Linked DNA regions of Xenopus tropicalis: region 2 is linked to region 1. Evidence: chromatin contacts called from public Hi-C data. All regions are on one chromosome and are shown on one strand. Each heading gives the region's core, a stretch centred on a gene start, on an enhancer-like site or on the middle of the called end of the contact. The rest is flanking DNA. Distances are from core to core; before and after follow the strand shown. Region 1 holds the start of gjb2 (gap junction protein beta 2). Region 2 overlaps cryl1 (crystallin lambda 1).

Evidence for each region. Hi-C and Micro-C count contacts between places; a contact is called where the count stands out from the background.
Region 2: a contact with region 1 is called in a Hi-C map of gastrula embryo, with 2.2 times the contacts expected there. The contact joins the enhancer-like site here to the promoter of gjb2 in region 1. A contact is called at or near these places in 5 of 5 Hi-C or Micro-C datasets (brain, gastrula embryo, liver and 2 more).

Annotation. Positions count from the first base shown.
Region 1 is chr2:158,858,710-158,865,263 of UCB_Xtro_10.0, reverse strand. gjb2 (gap junction protein beta 2) reads left to right here and starts at 1,994. Exons shown (of 2, transcript NM_001016984.2): 1 at 1,994-2,092.
Region 2 is chr2:158,937,301-158,943,965 of UCB_Xtro_10.0, reverse strand. The region is part of intron 3 of cryl1 (crystallin lambda 1); the gene reads left to right. Among named protein-coding and RNA genes, the nearest start is that of cryl1, 18 kb to the left of the region's middle. Within about 2 kb of position 3,550, at least 1 of the 11 cell types and tissues checked has an H3K27ac peak or open chromatin away from gene starts, as enhancers often do. A contact at or near this core is called in gastrula embryo, where this site is marked.

The DNA of each region.
Region 1 (6,554 bases), core at 745-3,244:
CCTGTAGGTGCCAGCGGCAGCCTTCCTATTCTCTGAGCATGTGTGTAACTTGATCCTGTCTCCTGTTCTGAGCTACACATGCCCACCAGCCAATCAGAAGCGGATCTGGCAGAGGGGAGGTGGGGAGGGAATGAAACACATGTGCAGTATGAAGCAAGGAGGGAAAGGAAGGAGAATACCTTTTTAGAGATGGCTGCCTGTTCTAGAAAATGTGAAGTAAGTGTGACTGAGTAAATATGTGATTAGGTGAGCCATATTGGGCAGTATGCTTTTTACATTTTGACTTGCATTCTCCTTTAAGGCTTTAATCCATTACCCCATATCAACCAATCACATGCATGTTTTCATAATTCTAGCTCAACTAGACCAATAAATGCTACAGTAACTGTTGATTGGCTGTTGTGGGTTAGTAGACAGAAGCACATTTTGCCTATAACAGTCCCTTCTTATCCATTTTAAGCAAATTGTAACAGGTAATTATTATATGTCATGACTTGATAAAGGAGAGAGAGCGAGAGTAAATCTTTCTGTGTAACACAATATACAATCGTAGGCCAGGGATTTTACATTTTTGTCAGCTGCTTTACATATTTCACATAAATCTTTCCAGTGTCCCATACGCTGAGTGCTAGCTCTAGGGACAGCAATCAGCATTAGTTTCATCCAACTGGGCTCAATAGTACTGCCACTCAATAATAAGCTACCGGGGAAGGTGTGTGCCATCCTCGCCCAAACCTGGAGCTGCGCAGCACTGCCCCCTGCCCATCAGCTTTACTTTTAAAAGTCGAGTGCATTACATTTGCAGACTCTCGTTTTTTGGAACTGTAACTTTCAGCAGCCTCTGAGGGCACAGAGTAGCCGAGCCCATGATGCCAGGACTGTTAGCTCTCTGTCATTATACTATTACCATTCCGGATAGTTTGAAACCCTCTGTCTGCACAGATCAGATATATCCATTGTTGGACTGGGGTAAAACTGACTAGATGGTACATGGCCACATGAGCTGAGGGCTACCATGGGTATAATAAGCAAGCAACCAGTACCCGTTAGCTGGTAGTAAAATCATATTTGTAAGCCACTACTGTGGTTGCCAGAGCCTGGTCAAGTAATATTGGCACCCACGGCAATACTATGGCCTGTCGCCCCCACCCCGAACCCTTGGCCCAATCCCACAGCCACCCAGTCTCCATGGATCCTTCATTAATTGCTCCTTTTGAGACTCTTCATTTGCTCCCCCTGCAACTATGCTGACTATGCAACTAGTTCTGGCCCTGCAGTGGGCTATATTGGGCTGATCTGATGCTTGGCTCTCTGGCTAACAATTGGATCATAACATGGGGTATGTAAAACCCTACAGAGCCCCATTGGGAGAGAGCAACATCAGCAACTGATTCAGTCTGACTGGCCAAGTTCTAGCCAGATAACAGTCAAGTCACACACCCTCATTTTGGACCTGAATGTGGGGCAGTAAGGCAAGCCTCAAAGTCAACAAGTCAATGTGGGGCATTGTTTGTGGTACTGAACATGGCATTAGGGGAATGAGGCAGTAACTATGGGTTAGTGTGTATAGTAAGGTAAGGTTGTCTTGGGAAAGGTGTTTGTGTATAGTAAGTCATTGCCTTGCAGCTATTACACCAAGGGTTACTATCCCAGCAGGCAGCAGGCCCCAAGAAAATCACTTTAGACCTATTTAAAAATAAGTAAATACACATTATATATATATATATATTACAATTGTTATTAAGCAGCCACCAGGAAATCAGTTTAGATCTATTAAAAAAATATGTATGTAGTTCAGAAACATATATATTTATAGATCTAAACTGATCTCCTGGTGGCTGCATTAATAACAATTGGAATAAAAATAGAAAAATAGTAAGATTATTATGATGCCTGTGTTGGGATTCTCCTAATACCCCGCCCCCAGCCCCGCCCTCCGCTCTATATATGCCAGGGTGACTGAGGGAAGGTGAGAGTCGCACAGTGACAGAAGCGAGAGAGAGAGAGGGAAGGATCCCATAGCTGGTGTTTTCCCTGAGAGACCGGTGTGGTGAGACCCCCGGCAGTCGCAGCGACAGAAAACAGCACCCAGGTAAGATTATACCATTACCTGCCAACTCTGGGGGGGTTTGTGTGTCCCCAAGTCCCTTGTGCCCCTTCTTTGCCCTGATTTGCTGCTGCTGCTCCTACCCTGGGATCCCTCCGGCTGCTTCTGAACTACATTCCCCTCTCCCTTTAGGATCTCACCTTTAGCCCAAGTCTGGCTTGTACCTACAGAGGCACCACAGGGGGTACTGTTTGGGTTCCAGCTGGCATTGCCATAGACTGGGGCACATTCCTTCCATGTGAGTGTGAGAGTAACCCAGGGATCCGGTTGGGCTTGTGTATAATCAATGTGCTGCTATATATATGTCTATATATACTCATAGGATTCTTCCATGTACATACTCATAGTATTGTGTCATATACATACTAATGTACTGAATCTGCTTCATGGCTCCCCATTAATGGGGCTGGAGTCAGCCAGGGAAGGAACCAGCTCAGTGTCAGCCCATTATATGGAGAGCAGTGATTATATGGAGAGCAGTGATTATATGGAGAGCAGTGATTATATGGAGAGCAGTGTGCGCTGAGGTGTCTGGCTGCCGCTGCTTCTGTTCCCCATAATGAATCTCTGTGACTGGTTCTGGGATTCCTGCTAAATATCCCGGCCAAATATGTACAGCTACTAATTCCCGGCACTAATTTACTGTAGCAGCGACATGAATCAGCTACTGATTGCGGCAACAATTACAGAGTCTCTGGTATAAAAGGGATGAGACTGTAAGTACAGCGCTCTGATTCCTATGCAGGTAATGAGACTGTAAGTACAGCACTCTGATTCCTATGCAGGTAATGGGACTGTAAGTACAGCACTCTGATTCCTATGCAGGTAATGGGACTGTAAGTACAGTGCTCTGATTCCTATGCAGGTAATGGGACTGTAAGTACAGCGCTCTGATTCCTATGCAGGTAATGGGACTGTAAGTACAGCACTCTGATTCCTATGCAGGTAATGGGACTGTAAGTACAGTGCTCTGATTCCAATGCAGGTAATGAGACTGTAAGTACAGCACTCTGATTCCTATGCAGGTAATGAGACTGTAAGTACAGCACTCTGATTCCTATGCAGGTAATGGGACTGTAAGTACAGCACTCTGATTCCTGTGCAGGTAATGGGACTGTAAGTATTGAGGTCCCTGTAAAGTAAAATATATTTGACCATATTAAATGATTGGAATGATTAGTGGGTATGAAACTGAGTCCATTATTTGGTATCATCTGTTCCCCTTTAGTGAGAGTTTGTAAGTTAGGGTTAAAGATCCCACTCTCCTGGTGGGTTTGGGGGGGGGGGTTGCCTTTTGGTGTGTTGCCCTCCTCCCCTACTTTCTACTTCTGTACATTTACATTTCTGGTTATGAGCACCCAGGCATTTAACCATTAGCGTAGCAGTACTTCCATCAGTATTCTGTATATATTTATAGATCTGAACGGCTTCCCTGGAGACTGCTTTGATGTTTATCATTAATAACAATAGTTATAGGAATAGTAATATAATTAGGATGCCTGTGTGGCTGTACAGCTGATTTCATACCCCGCCCCCAACTCCGCCCATTCCAGTTTAAATATTCCTGGGTGAATGAGGAAAGGTGAGAGTCGCACAGTGACAGAAGCGAGAGAGAGAGAGAGGGAAGGATCCCATAGCTGGTGTTTTCCCTGAGAGACCGGTGCTGGTGAGACCCCCGGCAGTCGCAGCGACAGAAAGCAGCACCCAGGTAGGATTATACCATTACCTGCCAACTCTGGGGGGATTTGTGTGTCCCTAAGTCCCTTGTGCCCCTTCTTTGCCCTGATTTGCTGCTGCTTCTACCCTGGGATCCCTCCGGCTGCTTCTGAACTACATTCCCCTCTCCCTTTAGGATCTCACCTTTAGCCCAAGTCTGGCTTGTACCTACAGAGGCACCACAGGGGGTACTGTTTGGGTTCCAGCTGGCATTGCCATAGACTGGGGCACATTCCTGAGAGAGTAACCCACAGATCTAACTGGGTTTCTGCATAATCAATGTGCTACTATATAGTGTATATACACATTGTCATAGGATTGTACCATGTACACACTAATGTGTTGAATCTGCTTCATGGCTTCCCACTAATGGAGTTGGAGTTACGTCAGTAGTGACCAGTCAGGCCAGTATGCGCTTATTATTATAGGGAGAGCAGTGTGTGATTGTGTGTCTGGCAGCGCTGCAATTAGTTCCCCATAATGAATCTCTGTGTCCGGTACTGGGATTCCTGCTAAAGGATGTGGCTGAGTATGTACAGCTCCTGATTCCGGGCACTTATTTACTGTAGCAGGGACACTCTGATTCCTATGCAGGTAATGGGACTGTAAGTACAGCACTCTGATTCCTATGCAGGTAATGGGACTGTAAGTACAGCACTCTGATTCCTATGCAGGTAATGAGACTGTAAGTACAGCACTCTGATTCCTATACAGGTAATGAGACTGTAAGTACAGCGCTCTGATTCCTATGCAGGTAATGGGACTGTAAGTACAGCACTCTGATTCCTATGCAGGTAATGAGACTGTAAGTACAGCGCTCTGATTCCTATGCAGGTAATGAGACTGTAAGTACAGCGCTCTGATTCCTATGCAGGTAATGAGACTGTAAGTACAGCACTCTGACTCCTATGCAGGTAATGAGACTGTAAGTACAGCACTCTGACTCCTATGCAGGTAATGAGACTGTAAGTACAGCACTCTGACTCCTATGCAGGTAATGAGACTGTAAGTACAGCACTCTGACTCCTATGCAGGTAATGAGACTGTAAGTACAGCACTCTGATTCCTATGCAGGTAATGGGACTGTAAGTACAGCACTCTGATTCCTATGCAGGTAATGAGACTGTAAGTACAGCACTCTGATTCCTATACAGGTAATGAGACTGTAAGTACAGCACTCTGATTCCTATGCAGGTAATGGGACTGTAAGTACAGCACTCTGATTCCTATGCAGGTAATGAGACTGTAAGTACAGCGCTCTGATTCCTATGCAGGTAATGAGACTGTAAGTACAGCACTCTGACTCCTATGCAGGTAATGAGACTGTAAGTACAGCACTCTGATTCCTATGCAGGTAATGGGACTGTAAGTACAGCACTCTGATTCCTATGCAGGTAATGGGACTGTAAGTACAGCACTCTGATTCCTATGCAGGTAATGGGACTGTAAGTACAGTGCTCTGATTCCTATGCAGGTAATGGGACTGTAAGTACAGCGCTCTGATTCCTATGCAGGTAATGGGACTGTAAGTACAGCACTCTGATTCCTATGCAGGTAATGGGACTGTAAGTACAGTGCTCTGATTCCAATGCAGGTAATGAGACTGTAAGTACAGCACTCTGATTCCTATGCAGGTAATGAGACTGTAAGTACAGCACTCTGATTCCTATGCAGGTAATGGGACTGTAAGTACAGCACTCTGATTCCTATGCAGGTAATGGGACTGTAAGTACAGCACTCTGATTCCTATGCAGGTAATGAGACTGTAAGTACAGCACTCTGATTCCTATACAGGTAATGAGACTGTAAGTACAGCACTCTGATTCCTATGCAGGTAATGGGACTGTAAGTACAGCACTCTGATTCCTATGCAGGTAATGAGACTGTAAGTACAGCGCTCTGATTCCTATGCAGGTAATGAGACTGTAAGTACAGCACTCTGACTCCTATGCAGGTAATGAGACTGTAAGTACAGCACTCTGATTCCTATGCAGGTAATGGGACTGTAAGTACAGCACTCTGATTCCTATGCAGGTAATGGGACTGTAAGTACAGCACTCTGATTTCTATGCAGGTAATGGGACTGTAAGTACAGCACTCTGATTCATATGCAGGTAATGGGACTGTAAGTACAGCGCTCTGATTTCTATGCAGGTAATGAGACTGTAAGTACTGCACTCTGATTCCTATGCAGGTAATGAACTGTAAGTACAGCGCTCTGATTTCTATGCAGGTAATGAGACTGTAAGTACTGCACTCTGATTCCTATGCAGGTAATGAGACTGTAAGTACTGCACTCTGATTCTAAGAAGGTCCTCACATTTTCTCATTTATTCTGTCTCACTGCAACCTGATCAGAGTGCTATATGTAAGGGTTATGGCCCCTGGGAACCATAGTTGTTGTTATTTTATATTTATATATTTATGTTTCCTCTTCATTGTCCAGTCTGTTGGACAAAGTGCTGCTTCTTCGCTAGGGACACCCCAAGTTATTGCTTGATAAAACAAAGGGAGTGTTTCACTATATTCTATGATTAATTTGGCCATGAGAGACTTCGGAGGAGCTTCCTGCTCTCATATAAATACAAGAGGGTAGATACAGGGTGCTAGTATATAGCCCCAAATATAGAGTTAACCCTGCTAGTAAATATGATATACATACCTACTAAGGCTAATGGCTATCCTCTAGCTCTTGCATTCCTTATTGATACCCCCGATTCATCTGTAAAAG
Region 2 (6,665 bases), core at 2,301-4,800, 77 kb before region 1:
CCTAATATTAGTTTAATTATACAGTTAATTAATGAGGATTGTCCTAATCACACATAATTTACTTTGCCTTAGCTATTGCATCATTATATTTTTCATTGTTTTGACAGGCATGAGAATTTTCTTTATTTCTGCCTCAGTTAAGTGTGTTTGTATCAAACTTTTACCAAGAAAAGTATAATGTCATAAACATGATGATTACTGACGCTTTCTTGGAATCCAGCAGACATATGTACAAACGTCCATTTGGGCAGAATGCATGAGAGACATCCACTAAGCGCTGAGAAGCTGTAAAATTCCTGTGTTGAGAGAACCTCATAAAGTGTCAGGGTGAAAAAATAACCCTAAAGCACAATTATGTAACAGAGCACGTTGTGTGTTTTGTAAAATATCTGCAGTCAGATTTCCTAGTTCACTAAGAAGCATGCCGTCAGGGGAGGAGCTCTTCAGCACCGCAATGTGGTCTTCGTTCAATGCGCAAAAATTGCAACCTCCCCCCTCCAAGGGCCCCTAAACAGATGAAACAGTTACAGGCTCCCCTGCAGCTGTGGGGTCTGCTTCCCCTATAGTTATGCCACTGGGCCTGCAGACACTGGCTGAAAGGGTTGCATTGGCAGTATAAATATGTTTTTGTTTGACCAACTTTAGTAGATTCTCAGGAAATTGTGACCTAGTAAACAGCTTTATAAGGTATAACTGTTCCTTTAAATTCACATTATAAGCTCAAATCCCACGATCGTCAGCCATTTTGCGGTCCAATTAGATAGAATGCAGCAAAGTTAAAAAGCAGGACTCCTTTGTGTGTGGGGTTACTCTGGGATTGAGTTTTCTATATGTGGCCATATATCTCTATGTAACCTCTAGGGATCATCCTATACTTGCATAAGAAATATCTTAGTGTGGTCTTCAATTTGCCTTGTAGTTGAGAATGATTAGTTGGCCATACACATGCTTGACCAAAACTTGTTTAGTTGCCCTACACCAGAAATTGCTTAGAGAAAGTACTTCAGCACCATTCTCCCTGGATATATTAGGATTTGGGACACAAGTAATCCAGTTACATAAGATTGACTGTGGAACATGCTGATAGACCTTCACCTGAAAAACAAATGGCAACAATATTACAATAAGTCTGCTCAGGACTCCTTTGCAAATGTTTGAATGTATCCTTATCTTGAACAAACTAGTCCTGACATGACACACTAGCCTATATCTACCAGGTTATTCTTTCTAATCAACTCAGAATGACAAGAAAAAATGCTTTGCACAACTCAACATTAAATACAGGTCCTTTTCAAAAAATTAGCATATTGTGATAAAGTTCATTATTTTCTGTAATGTACTGATAAACATTAGACTTTCATATATTTTAGATTCATTACACACAACTGAAGTAGTTCAAGCCTTTTCTTGTTTTAATATTGATGATTGTGGCATACAGCTCATGAAAACCCAAAATTCCTATCTCAAAAAATTAGCATATCATGAAAAGGTTCTCTAAACGAGCTATTAACCTAATCATCTGAATCAACAAATTAACTCTAAAAACCTGCAAAAGATTCCTGAGGCTTTTAAAAACTCCCAGCCTGGTTCATTACTCAAAACCGCAATCATGGGTAAGACTGCCGACCTGACTGCTGCCCAGAAGGCCATCATTGACACCCTCAAGCAAGAGGGTAAGACACAGAAAGAAATTTCTGAACAAATAGGCTGTTCCCAGAGTGCTGTATCAAGGCACCTCAGTGGGAAGTCTGTGGGAAGGAAAAAGTGTGGCAGAAAACGCTGCACAACGAGAAGAGGTGACTGGGCCCTGAGGAAGATTGTGGAGAAGGACCGATTCCTGACCTTGGGGGACCTGCGGAAGCAGTGGACTGAGTCTGGAGTAGAAACATCCTTAGCCACCGTGTACAGGCGCGTGCAGGAAATGGGCTACAGGTGCTGCATTCCCCAGGTCAAGCCACTTTTGAACCAGAAACAGCGGCAGAAGCGCCTGACCTGGGCTACAGAGAAGCAGCACTGGACTGTTGCTCAGTGGTCCAAAGTATGTCATTCGGAAATCAAGGTGCCAGAGTCTGGAGGAAGACTGGGGAGAGGGAAATGCCAAAATGCCTGAAGTCCAGTGTCAAGTACCCACAGTCAGTGATGGTCTGGGGTGCCATGTCAGCTGCTGGTGTTGGGCCACTGTGTTTTATCAAGGGCAGGGTCAATGCAGCTAGCTATCAGGAGATTTTGGAGCACTTCATGCTTCCATCTGCTGAAAAGCTTTATGGAGATGAAGATTTCATTTTTCAGCACGACCTGGCACCTGCTCACAGTGCCAAAACCACTGGTAAATGGTTTACTGATCATGGTATTACTGTGCTCAATTGGCCTGCCAACTCTCCTGACCTGAACCCCATAGAGAATCTGTGGGATATTGTGAAGAGGAATTTGAGAGACACAAGACCCAACACTCTGGATGAGCATAAGGCCGCTATTGAAGCATCCTGGGCCTCCATAACACCTGAGCAGTGCCACAGGCTGATTGCCTCCATGCCACGCCACATTGAAGCAGTCATTTCTGCAAAAGGATTCCCGACCAAGTATTGAATGCATAACTGAACATAATTATTTGAAGGTTGACTTTTTTTGTATTAAAAACACTTTTCTTTTATTGGGCGGATGAAATATGCTAATTTTTTGAGATAGGAATTTTGGGTTTTCATGAGCTGTATGCCACAATCATCAATATTAAAACAAGAAAAGGCTTGAACTACTTCAGTTGTGTGTAATGAATCTAAAATATATGAAAGTCTAATGTTTATCAGTACATTACAGAAAATAATGAACTTTATCACAATATGCTAATTTTTTGAAAAGGACCTGTAATTGAGGCCATACTTTTTTCAAGATTTTCTAGCAGAAAAAAAGAGCACAAAAACCCTGGAAATATTTGTTTTACTCATGTTTTTGATAATCATGTTTCACAGATGCGGCCGTCCTGAAAATCCAAGTTCTTTACTGAGGTAGAATTACACATTGAAGCCATTTTGTAACCATAGGGCCCCCTTGGAAAAAAAACCTCTCCCCTCCCCAACTACATCAATAAGACTTTCAAGAATGACCCTGTACCTGATCTTAAAAGGAATGGTTTTGCAGTGTGGTTGCCAATAGCCATATGTGGCCAAGTCACTTTGAGCCCAGCCACTAATTACTACCAAGGGCTGTGACAGACAGGGAGATTAGTCGCCGCACGACAAATATCCCGAAATGCCATCCCACCAGCTTGAATGTAAATCGCCAGTGGGATGGCATACGGAGTGCCACGATTTGCCAAAGTTGCGGAATTTTCCTCTCAAGGTAACTTCCGCAACTTCAGCAAATTGCCGCGCTGCGTATGCCATCCCACCGGCGATTTACATTTGCTGGTGGGATTGCATTTTGGGGAGATTAGTCGCCTGCGACAAGGGAGATTTGTCACGCACTAATCTCCCCATCTGGCACAGCCCTAACAGTATCTTCATGGGGAGTTCTATAATCTCATTCTCTTTACAGTACACTTCCTTTGCTAAAGTATCCTAGTCTCAGTGCATATCCTCTTGTCACTTGTATTGTCCTACAAAGATAAATTCATTAGGCAAAAACAATTGTGTTGACTCTGGCCCTATTGTTGCCTTAATGTGTAAATCTGCAGCTTCCTTGTCAATCACATTTAACTATCAAAGCAATAACATATTCTGAACGTACATAATGTAAACTGTAATGTTACTTGCACACCATGGGCCACATACAAAAGGAACAGGAAATCCCCCAGTTTGTCCCACCTTTCAGAAACTCCTAGGACCACCAAAACTTATTTGTGCATATAGAAGAATAATCACATAAGTTGCAATATTCAAGATTTATTATATAATCAACATCTTATCTGACCTTCATCATTTCTTTGAAATGTGACTTTCCAGAAACATGAGGGCGGGGAGAACATGGTATAGCAAAAAACAGTTTATTAAGGCCCCCAATTAGACCATGAGAGTAGTAGGATATTAGTGTCACAGAGTTGTACAATAGGAAAGGGGGCATTTGGCCAATGGTTTTCCTTGGATCCACCCCATTTCTTCAGGGGAAACTGAAAAAAGATGTTTTGTGTAGTGCTGCGCCGATTTCAAATTTTACTGCCATGTAACATACACATAGCTCTTCTGCCCTGTTCACCTCCAGTACTTTTGGCTGGATATCCAGTGTAGAGAGCTGATTTTTCTGTTTAAAAACCTCTTTTGCTGCTCCTGCTAAATGCACATTCACTCTTTTGCTGAAATTGCACATTCACTGTAGGAGGGGGCCAAATCAGTGATTTCTGAAAAAAACAGCAGCAGAGAAATGGCTGTGTGTATGTTCGCCTAAGAAAGCCAGGAAACTGTTGGATTGGGATGGGGTGCTTTATGGATCTTTCAGTTCCCTAAAGGTGGCCATACACGGGCCAGTAAAAGCTGCTGATGGACAGAGTTGACAGCTTATTGGCCCATATATGGAGCCCTAAGACGGGCCTGCCCAACCGATAACTGGGCAAAAACATCCAGAAACAGATAGGGCAGGTTTAAAAATCCCATTGGCACAAGTGCATTGGCGTATTGATGCAGTCCTTGGTTTAATGGCCTGCATCTTGTGAGTATGATCTGATCGGATTAATCTGATACTGTCCACTTCAGTGCAGGCACTACAAGGAATGATCTGCTTGTTTGGCGATGTAGCCAAATGAGTGGATCTATCAATGAATGGCCAGCTTAATAAAAATAATAATATGAGCTCATTAATTATCACAGGTGCTACTGCACTAAAAGGGAGCTAATTGCCCCCCCTTAGGGAGCCATTCAAATAGAGCATAATTCTCTTATGTGTGCTCTGCACCTTTCTAAGTTACACCCCTGCTGGCATATACTTGATAGCCAACGTAACACTCAGTACACAGCCCAATGTAGCCTTGTAATATTGGCACGCTACTAAGGGCCAGGGCCGCCATCAGAGGGGCACAGGGGGGACAGTTGTCCCAGGCCCAGACACTTCTCACTTTAAAGGGGGCCTGGCCGTGATACAGTATTTTTAGCCCAGGCCCCCTTTAAAAATTCCTGGCCCTATCATTGGTTTATTGGTGGTCAGCGGGTAATTTGATTGGTCGCGCCCCGTGTGTACGTGTGATGTCAGTACGCACGGGGCGTGACATTATAAAAGTGAGGATGCAGTGGTGGATGAGCCGGAGAGTGCAGCGGGGCCTGGAGCCTGAGGGACACAAGCTCAGGTCGCAGTGGGAACCCGGAGCGAGGGAGCAGGGGGAGAGCAGGATGAAGCTGGTGGACACGGGGGGGGGGGGGGGGGAGTTGGTGGATGCAGTTGGACGTGGGGTGGGGAGTCAGAGCGATGAGAGGGGAGTCAGAGCACACTGGGGGGAGCCGGAGGAAGCAGTTGGATGATGCGGGGGGGGGATAAGGAGAAGCAAGTGGAAGGGCTGGGGGGGGGGATAAGGAGAAAGTAGGTGGATGCTGGGGGGGGTGGAAATCAGAGCACACTGGGGGGGAGCCAGAGGAAGCAGGTGGATGATGGGGGGGGGGGTCAGGAGAAGCAAGTGGATGCTGGGGGGGAGCCGGAGAAATCAGAGCACCCTGGGGGGGAGCCGGAGGAAGCAGGTAGATAATGGTGGGGCCGGGTCAGGAGAAAGTAGGTGGATGCTGGGGGGGAGCCAGAGAAAGCAGGTGGACGATGGGGGGGATCAGGAGAAAGTATGTGGATGCTGGGGGGGAGCCAGAGGAAGCAGGTGGATGATGGGGGAGGATCAGGATGAAGCATTTCCTCTAAGTGCCTGTACTGTATTAATAATAATAGTAATAAATGTGATTTAACAAATATAAAACTCATTTGTGTTCTGTGTAGTGTGTGCCATTTGTTTAAGAGACATTTTATTGCATAGGCTGCTTGGAAACTGATGGGGGGGGGTCACTGGGGGAGGGGCCATTGGGGGCGTGGGAAGAGGGGGGCCCAGAAAATTTTGTTGTGAGGGGCCCTGTGATTTCTGATGGCGGCCCTGCTAAGGGCCATGTGTATCTTGCCCTTTGTATCTTGCTTTATTTCAGTTAATGAGACCTTAGAAGTTCCAATTAATAACATTAATAACACAATAAACATTTGTGTCTGTTTACTTGTATAGTTATGCTCTCAGAGCAAACATGCTTGGACGAGTCCATCGCCCTGTACCAGAAACCAAATAGTGATGTCAGCGCTTGTTGTCATTGTACAAGCTGCCAGGGAAGCGACTGTGATGTGTATTTCATGTAACAAACAATGAGGAACATATACATTGCATCACTGATCTGAATTTCTTTTTTTGCATAATAAAAGGAAATGGTGCTTACATATCAAAGCTATTTGTAAAATAAATTGCAATTACATTGTCCGTCCTGGGCTTATGGGAGTATTCCTATGCTGGGGTTCGTAGGCTATGCAAATTATTTTTTTGCCTGATGTATGTATGTATGTATGTATATCTTTATTTATAAAGTGCTACTTATGTAAGCAGCGCTGTACAGAACAATACATTAATACAAACAGGGGATTATTAAGATAATAATAGATAAATACAAAGTACAACAATAACTACAGATACATACAAGATAAATACAGTTGCAATAAGTTAAGAGTCA